2 separate regions of the Ovis aries genome follow, and region 1 is linked to region 2. A link is a contact called in public Hi-C data. All regions are on one chromosome and are shown on one strand. The core of a region is the stretch at or near the end of the contact, and the rest is flanking DNA. Distances in the headings are between cores, read along the strand shown.

Evidence for each region. A called contact is a pair of places that touch in the nucleus more often than the background predicts.
Region 1: a Hi-C map of omental adipose tissue shows a contact between it and region 2, with 4 times the contacts expected there. The contact joins two enhancer-like sites. A contact is called at or near these places in 3 of 16 Hi-C or Micro-C datasets (hypothalamus, omental adipose tissue and tail adipose tissue).

What each region holds. Positions count from the first base shown.
Region 1 is chr7:15,344,259-15,348,352 of ARS-UI_Ramb_v3.0, forward strand. No RefSeq gene overlaps it. Among named protein-coding and RNA genes, the nearest start is that of CORO2B, 38 kb to the right of the region's middle. Within about 2 kb of position 1,298, at least 2 of the 54 cell types and tissues checked have an H3K27ac peak or open chromatin away from gene starts, as enhancers often do.
Region 2 is chr7:15,099,211-15,103,261 of ARS-UI_Ramb_v3.0, forward strand. ITGA11 (integrin subunit alpha 11) reads right to left here. Exons shown (of 30, transcript XM_027971524.3): 22 at 3,462-3,538; 23 at 1,318-1,407; 24 at 427-517. Among named protein-coding and RNA genes, the nearest start is that of FEM1B, 35 kb to the left of the region's middle. Within about 2 kb of position 1,556, at least 1 of the 54 cell types and tissues checked has an H3K27ac peak or open chromatin away from gene starts, as enhancers often do.

The DNA.
Region 1 (4,094 bases), core at 48-2,547, 240 kb after region 2:
TATTTAACAACAAATGCCTTGTTCCAGACTTCCCCTGGGTGGTCAGAGTTTACTGCAGAACAAAGGAAACTCTTAACCACCAAGGCAGTGCAGATCTGCAAAGCATCAGGCTGGCCAGGTGGAGACAGCTAGGAAGGCTTGCAGCAGAAACATTCGCACTCACAGGAAGCTTGGGTTTAGTTTCTAAGGAGGCATTTTCCAGCAGTGACTCTGCTGCTGCCATGTGACCTTGAACAAGTCATGTCTCCTCTGTAGCCCTCAGCTTTTCCTCCTCAAAAAGAGGGGGAAACGTGTGGAAATTTCCAGGAGAGTGGCTGGCTTGCTCCCTCCTCACTGGCTGGGAAATATCTCTCACCCCTGGACCTGAGCCTGGGGCTGATTCACAGTAACTCTCAGCAGCATGGGCCGGGTCAACCAGTTGTTTATCTTGGAGTCTGAGCCCATTCCTGACATTGCAGAGACACAGGCACTAAAGGCATTTGGGGGGCTGGTGGATCCCCACCCCCACTTTTCTACCCTCTCCCCTCCATCGTCTCTCACCCCAGGGGCTCAAGGGACTGTCTAAAAATGCGACTCAAAGGCCAGCAAGGGCAATTTCCCAGGGGCAGAGTCTGATGGTTCCCATGGAGACCCTCCTGTTTGCTTCCAAGGAACCTTCCCTGGTAATGACTCTTGAACTGATGCCTCTTTTCCAGCACCCTCTTCTGCCCCCAGCTTGTCTCTGAGCTCAGAGCTTCCATTCCTCCCTGCAGACAATTCTAGAAGTTTCCCCTCTGTCCTCCTGTCCTGTTCCCTGCCCCCATCCACCACTGCTGGTGATGGCCAGTTCCGTCTCCCCACTTCCCCTTTGCAGCCCCTTGCCCAGCAGCCTTCAATGGCTGTCTTTTAGGGAATGAAGGAATGAAGCCTTCCTGTAACTCCGGACACCCCCAGCCCTCAATTCAGGGCAGTCTGCTGGACACATGGTGTGTGTGCTTCCTGGATTATCTCCCCTCAACCCCATCCCTTTTTCTGGTTGTCTGAGGGGTATCTCAGACCTCATGCTGTTGACCACACCAGCCGACTCCAAGCTCTTACGTCCCCTGCTGTAGATAGCTAACTGTAGAGGGTGGTGGTTGAGAGCGGAGGCACCGTCACCAGGCTGCACACCCTGGCTCTCCTTCCCCTGAGCGAGTGGCTGTATCACTGCGTGGCTCAGTTTGCCCATCTTAAAAAAGGAGATAAAGATGGTGCCTCCCTCAGAGGGTTACCGGGAGGAGCAACTGGGAGACATCATGTAACAATACGCATTGTGTCTGTGTGTGGCCAGTGACCTGCACACTAGGCAACACATATTTCATCCACTGACCCACCCACTCGGCACCTGTGTACTGAGCCCCTCAGTTTCACTGGGCTCTGAGTTAGTTGCTGCGGACACACAGCAGCAGAGGACTCAGTCCTGGCCCTACAGCAGGAACAGAGATTGACCCTTTGCCTGGAGGACAGTACCTGAGCGGGTGGCCTGGGTGAGAGCATCACACCCCAGCGTGACCCTAAACTCCTGGAGGATGACGTGGTAACATCTCCGTGCTCCCTCCGGTGCCTGGCACCCGGCCCTCACTGCAGTTGCTGAGCAATGGAGTCAGTCAGCGATGAGTACTCACCTTTGCGTTGTCAACTTAAAAAAAGTGCACAACGTGACGTTGTGAGTTAAGTTTTATTGGGGGCAATATGAGGACTGCAGCCCAGGAGACAGCACCTCAGATAGTTCTGAGAAACGGTTCCAAAGAGGTGAGGGGAGAAGATAGCATGTCTGTGATTTTGGTAAAGGGAGAGTGCATGCAATCAAGCACATATTTTTTTATAGAAAGTTTCTGCTGGTCTCATGAAGCTTCTGCTAGTCACGAGAAACAATCATCACCAAGAAGGATTTTAGTGCTTTTCTAGATATGAGGAGATACAAGAATTGGGCTCATAAAATCAGCTCCTGAGAAGATCTAACTATCTGAAGACCTGTCCTGCCAGTTTCCTGGAGCACAGAGTGCCCCATCTCTACTCTCCACCCTGATCTCCTTCAGGGTTGCTGGAGGTCAGCAGCTGTGGCAGCACATGATTTAATCCTTGCAGAGGTAAGTAGCAGACACTCATGGCAAGTGCCAATTTGTGATTGACACTGTGTCTCATTTTCTGCATCTGTGAAATGGTCGAAGTATTTCCTCTTTTGTGGGGCTGTGAGGATTGAAGGAATTATGATTAATAAAATCATGATGCCCGGCACACGTGGAGGGCTCAATCGATGAGGAAAGTATCAAAAAATGAAGACCCTACCTCTGAACCTTCGTGAATTTTCCCCCAACTTTTCGAGCTGGGGGCTTAGTTCACTTATTTTCACTGGATTGATATATAAAGGCCTTTGCTGCTATAAATGTTAGGTCTGGGGTTTATGTGACTCCAAAGCGTGTGGCCTTCCTACTGCCCCTACCCCAGTCGCTGCCAAATATGAGGTAGTCAGCTCAATCCTGTGAATTGAATCACGAATTAAATTGCATCGCCTGTGTGGGTGTGGCCTCTGCCCACATTTTAAAGTTGGTGAGATAAAGGATGGGGTTTCCCCACTGGCCTCTCCCACCAGCTCCAAACGCCCCGAGGCTGAGGCCCTGTGCCCCCCAGCCAGACTGGCATCCTCCAGTCTGGAGCCCAGCCTGGAACAGGGCGGGAGGGGGCCGAATCCTGGGGTGGGGGGCAGAGCGGCAGCCAGGGCGGCGCTTGAGGGAGCCAGAGGGCTTTCCTCTTCCTTCAGTTCTGGTAGAGACATTCCTGTTTTGAGAGAGAGAAATCCTATCGTCCAGGCCAGGAGGATAAAGAGCCAGGCTAAACAGGCCGTCTGGGAGGCTGTGGGCACTGGGGGAAGGCGGCAGGAGCTGGGGCCGCCTCCTGAGCTCAGTCCCGCTGTCCCTAGCCCCCTGGAGACCGCTGGGCCAACACCCAGAAAGCCTGTCAGGGTCAGCAGCCGCCCAGAGACTTGGTGCTTCCTCCAGAAAGGTCCCATTTCCTCAGGATGGGGCCTCCTAAACGCCCAGACCTCACCTCACCCTGCTGTCCCTCTCTTGCCAGCCCGTCTCACTCATTTTCCAGAGCAAAATCCCGACAAGAGCAGTGCTGGCCACCCTCAGTTCTCCAGGCGAAAAATGGGCTCGAGGCCCTTTTCCGAATATAGAATCACTCTCTGCTGGTGGTCCCGTATATTCCGCTGCGCCCCCTCCCTATCTCCTGCCTGGAGGGTGACCAGACAAGGGACTGTAGTGTTTGTCTTGCCAATGAAGAAATCCATCTGGAGATAAGGAGTGACCTTCTCTTAGACTTCCCTAAACTCCAGGAAGATTCTGTCATCTAATTGCAATGTGTGTGTGTGCGTGTTTAGAGCAAGTTTCTGTAAATCAAGTCGTGACTCATTTACCCCAAGTGACAATGATAGTCATTAATATATTTTCAGAATTATTTTAGCGAATAAAAGAAACAAAACACCTCAGGTAAAGTCCCTTATCTCCTTCTTCTCCCCTTCCTTTCCCCAAAGGCAACTACCACAATATATTTGGTGTTTATCCTTCTAATCAATTTAAAATGCAGACATATGTTCCATCAATTTGATTATCATTTTTAATCTACATCAGTTCAGTTCAGTCGCTCAGTCATGTCCGACTCTTTGCAACCCCATGGACTGCAGCACACCAGGCCTCCTTGTCCATCACCGACCCCTGGAGTTTACTCAAACTCATGTCCGTTGAGTCGGTGAAGACATCCAACCATCTCATCCTCTGTCATCCCCTTCTCCTCCCGCCTTCAATCTTTCCCAGCATCGGGGTCATTTAAAATGAAGCAGTTCTTTGTGTCAGGTGGCCAAAGTATTGGAGTTTCAGCTTCAACATCAGTCCTTCCAATGAATATTCAGGACTGATTTTCTTTAGGATCCACTGGTTGGATCTCCTTGCTGTCCAAGGGACTCTCAAGAGTCTTCTCCAACATCACAGTTCAAAAGTATCTATTCTTCAGTGTTCAGCTTTCTTTATAGTCCAACTCTCACATCCATACATGACTACAGGAAAAACCATAGCCTT
Region 2 (4,051 bases), core at 306-2,805:
AGCCACCTTGGACTATGAGGTGAAGTTGAGAGGTTGATAATCACATGTTGAGGATGGTGGAACGGATACAAGGAGACTCAGTCCCAGAGGACTTTGTAAAGTTGTCAACTCTGGACTTCTTTTTTATGGGAGAGAATAAACCCCAGGGCATTATATACATATCACTGTTGTTTCATATTTAAAAAATTATAAGCAGATACACCTAATCTTCACTGACACATCCTCCCAGTCCAGCCCTGTACTTTTCCAGATGAGGACTGAGAGGCTCAGAGATGGGGAGGGATTTGCCTAAAGTCACACAGTGAAGGGGTGGCAGGGTTGAGGCTGAAATCTAGGCACTGGCAATGCTTTCAGATTGCTTCCCTCCCAAATGGGGGCTCTCAGCTCCCGTCTTTCTCTGTCTGCCTGGCTGCCCTCCAGCCTAACCTTGAAAACGCAGTGGAAGGGAGGCCCAGTGCCATGGTATCTCTCCAGGGAGCTGTTGGACTTGACCTCGTAGTGGCTCAGGCTGCTGCTCCTGCAGGGACGGAGGACAGGGATGCCATGAGCTCAGTCTGTGTTGGCCAGACGGATAAACGAACGAAGAAGGTGTGGGCATGTTCCCATCTCCCCCGGACCACAGCAAACAGATTTCCTCTTGTGTCCATTGGGAGGGCTGTGTTGGGAAGGCTTCTGAGGCTCAGCAGGAATAAGCACTGAGATCAGTTAGCAATGTCTGCTGGTGTGCGGGACGGGCATGAATCAGAAGGGCCAGTTCTCTGCCATCCCAGTCCTTGCCTCCTGCCCAGGGGCATGGCCTCTTTCGATCACCAGCTTGCCCACTGTGCACCATTCCAGCCTCTAGTGTTGGCTGAACGAGGGCCAGAGCTTTCTGCTTGCTGTTACTTCCTGGCTTCTCCACCTACCTGGGAGCTCTGGGAGGTGGGGTCGGGGGCAGACTGGAGGCTAGGAGCAGACTGAGGGAGGGGGTGGTGGGAGCAGTCTGTCCTGGGGGAGGAGCATTTTCTCACTGATACTGTTTGGACTTGCCAGTGCGAGGTGGTAATGAGATGCAGATGGACTTTTTAGCAAGTTCTGTTACTGGTTTGACTTCTCTGCAGAGCAGGTCCCCACTTGCAGCCTCTCCTGGGTGGACACTGCCTGTGGCCCCAGCCTTCAGGGTGCCCCCTGCAGGGGGCTCCCTGGGGACCAGGTCTGTGCCTCCTCCTCCTCTAGTGGATACTGCCTCCCCTTCATGGACGGGGCGCTGCACTCTTAGGGATAACACGGCTGCATCTCTGAGTACCTCAGCACAGGTGCCCCAGGGCCCTGGCCCACCTGGTGAAGAGGACGTCAGCCTCGTACTTGAGGTGGAAGCGCAGAAGGGCCGTGTTGTCTTCCTTGGTGCTCTCCTCCTCATCGCTGTCACTGCAAGGAGAGCCAGCCGCACCTGTGGTCACGAAGGGGCAGCCCTCCCTCCACTCAGCCCCCACACCCCGACTGCCTCAGGGCAGCTGGAGGGATCCAAGCTGGGCTGAGAAGGAGCCTCCTGGCTAGTCTCAGGCTGCGGCTCCAGAGAGGCCAGCTGGGGGCAGGGTGCTGTCTCCCAGGAGGGAAAAAGCCGGGGAGGCGGGGGACCTGGACCTCAGCTTTCCCTGCCTTCTCTCTGGGCACAGCACATCTGGGCTGGAGGCTGGGAGGACCATGCCAGCCTGCTCACAGCAGCCTGTGCCCCGTCTCATCTGTCAGCCGGGCAAGTCCTGTGCTGGGGGCCCCAGGGGTGGGGATTATGCTTGTAGAGTAAGGCTCTGCCCAGGGGAGGAGAGGAGCATGAGGAATTAATTCAAGACTCTTGAGAGTCCCTTGGACTACAAGGAGATCCAACTAGTCCATCCTAAATGAGATCAGTCTTGGGTGTTCATTGGAAGGACTGATGTTGAAGCTCAAACTCCAATCCTTTGGCCACCTGATGCGAAGAGCTGACTCATTGGAAAAGACCCTGATGATGGGAAAGATTGAGGGCAGGAGGAGAAGGGGATGACAGAGGATGAGATGGTTGGATGGCATCACCGACTCACTGGACATGGGTTTGGGTGGGCTCCGGGAGTTGGTGATGGACAGGGAGGCCTGGTGTGCTTCGATTCATGGGGTTGCAAAGAGTCGTACACGACTGAGTGACTGAACTGAACTGAGAGCATTTATTGACTCTTGAATTGACCTTTCTGAGGTACAGGTCGGGCAGCTCCCATGGGGTGGCTGAGGGGCTGTGTGCTGCCTTGAGAAGACCAGGGAGGCATTAGAGCTTTGTCAAACATGCTTCCCTTTATTTCTGAGCACCACCAACCACCGGGGCAGATCATTTTAGACATAAAGAGATACAATTTCTGCTCATTAGGTACATGAAGCTGGATTTCCTTTGGAAGCTTTACCCCAGAGAGGTGTTTAGTTAGAAAAGAGAGTCTGACACACACACACGCCCAACTCACAAGCACCCACCAGCAGCCACGCTGCCAAGAACACTGCAGGCAAGGGTGTTCATTACTTGTGAGAAGGGGCTCTTTTCTTAGAGGGAGGCCTCAAGATATCAACACATCTTCACCTCATGGCAGGTGAGCATTCCACCCAAGTGCACAGATTGGCTAACTACACGAAGCACACGCTGGTGTGTGGATCACCAGCACTTCGTGACTGCTGACTTGTGTGTGTGCTCGAATGTTGGTGCTGCTGGATTTATTTTCAGTGTGGAGAAGTTCTCAGGAGGGTTTATAAAGCCTTATAAAGCTAGAATCCCTTCCTGTGTTTGTGTGTTTATTACCGACATGGGTGATTCATGGTGTCAACCTCATACACACTGCCTCAGGGAAGCCTGCGAGACAGACAGACCGACAGATCCACAAGGAATTAAGAGAAGGTCTTTAAAAATGGGAACTTTCCAAGGGCAGAAAGAGCACTGGATAAAGAGGAGGAAATCTGTGCAGGGCGTCCACACCACCCTGCACGCACCCCATCTGTCCCTTCTCAGAAGCTAAGCAGGGTTGAGCCTGGTTAGTGCTTGGATGGGAGGAGTAGGAAATCTAGTGTTTAGCTTCGAGTTGTGCTATTTACATGCTGTGTGTTGATGGGAAATTCACTCAACCTCTCTGAGCTTTTTCTTATCTGGGAGGTGGGATGGGAATAAATCCTGCTTTGCTTGTCTTAAGAGGCTGCTGTAAAGACTGAATGAGATAATATGTGCCCAGTGCTTCACAACTGTAGGCTTTTAAGTAACTGTTATATAAAGGTAAGGGTATTATTATTTCTATCCAAGCTGAAGAACAGTGGCAGTGCAGCACGCTCGCCAGCACTTGGGGACTAACCTGGGGCCTTCCCAGGCTGGGGCAGTGAGGAATGGGGGATTCGGTGTGGGGAGAGGCAGTTCCTAGTGGCAGAACAGGGTCTGGGAGTTGCAAGTGGGGAGGGAAAAGGAGTGGGCCAGCCCTGACCTGCCCGCTGTGAGCTGGATCTCCAGGTGGTGCAGGAAGATGGATTTGCTGAACTCGAAATCCAGACGGAAAGCCACCTGCAAAGAAAGAGTCGCTGGAGCTGGTATGGCTGGGAACTACTTGCCTGCAGCAGCCCTGGCCCACCCTCCCAGCCCCTGCCCTCTCAGTGGACCCTGCTGGCAGGGAATGGACTGGGGGAGGGAGGACCAAGTGCTGGAGTAATGTGAGCTGCGCTTGGGGGCTGTGGAGGGGACGCAGCCAAGGTCAACAGCTCCTGAGATGGGGCTTCTTGGCTGTGGAGCCAGCCCTTTGCCACTTCCCTTTTTGTTTTTAACTACCGGCCACTAGAAGGCAGCAAGTCCAACTTCAGACTCTTCCTGCAGAAATTTCTGAGTGGGTGAGCTGATGGCAGGAAGGGGAGATGGCCAGCACCATGCACCACGGGAGGTGCGGCCAGGAGTGAGTGGTAAGGCCGCCCGCATGCACGCCCTGTTCTTGCGTGTGAACAGGTGGAGAAGCATGGAGGCTGTCCCACGCTACTTAGCAGGCTAGTCACACATCTGTCTCCTTGTCCAGAGGCCTTCCCACTG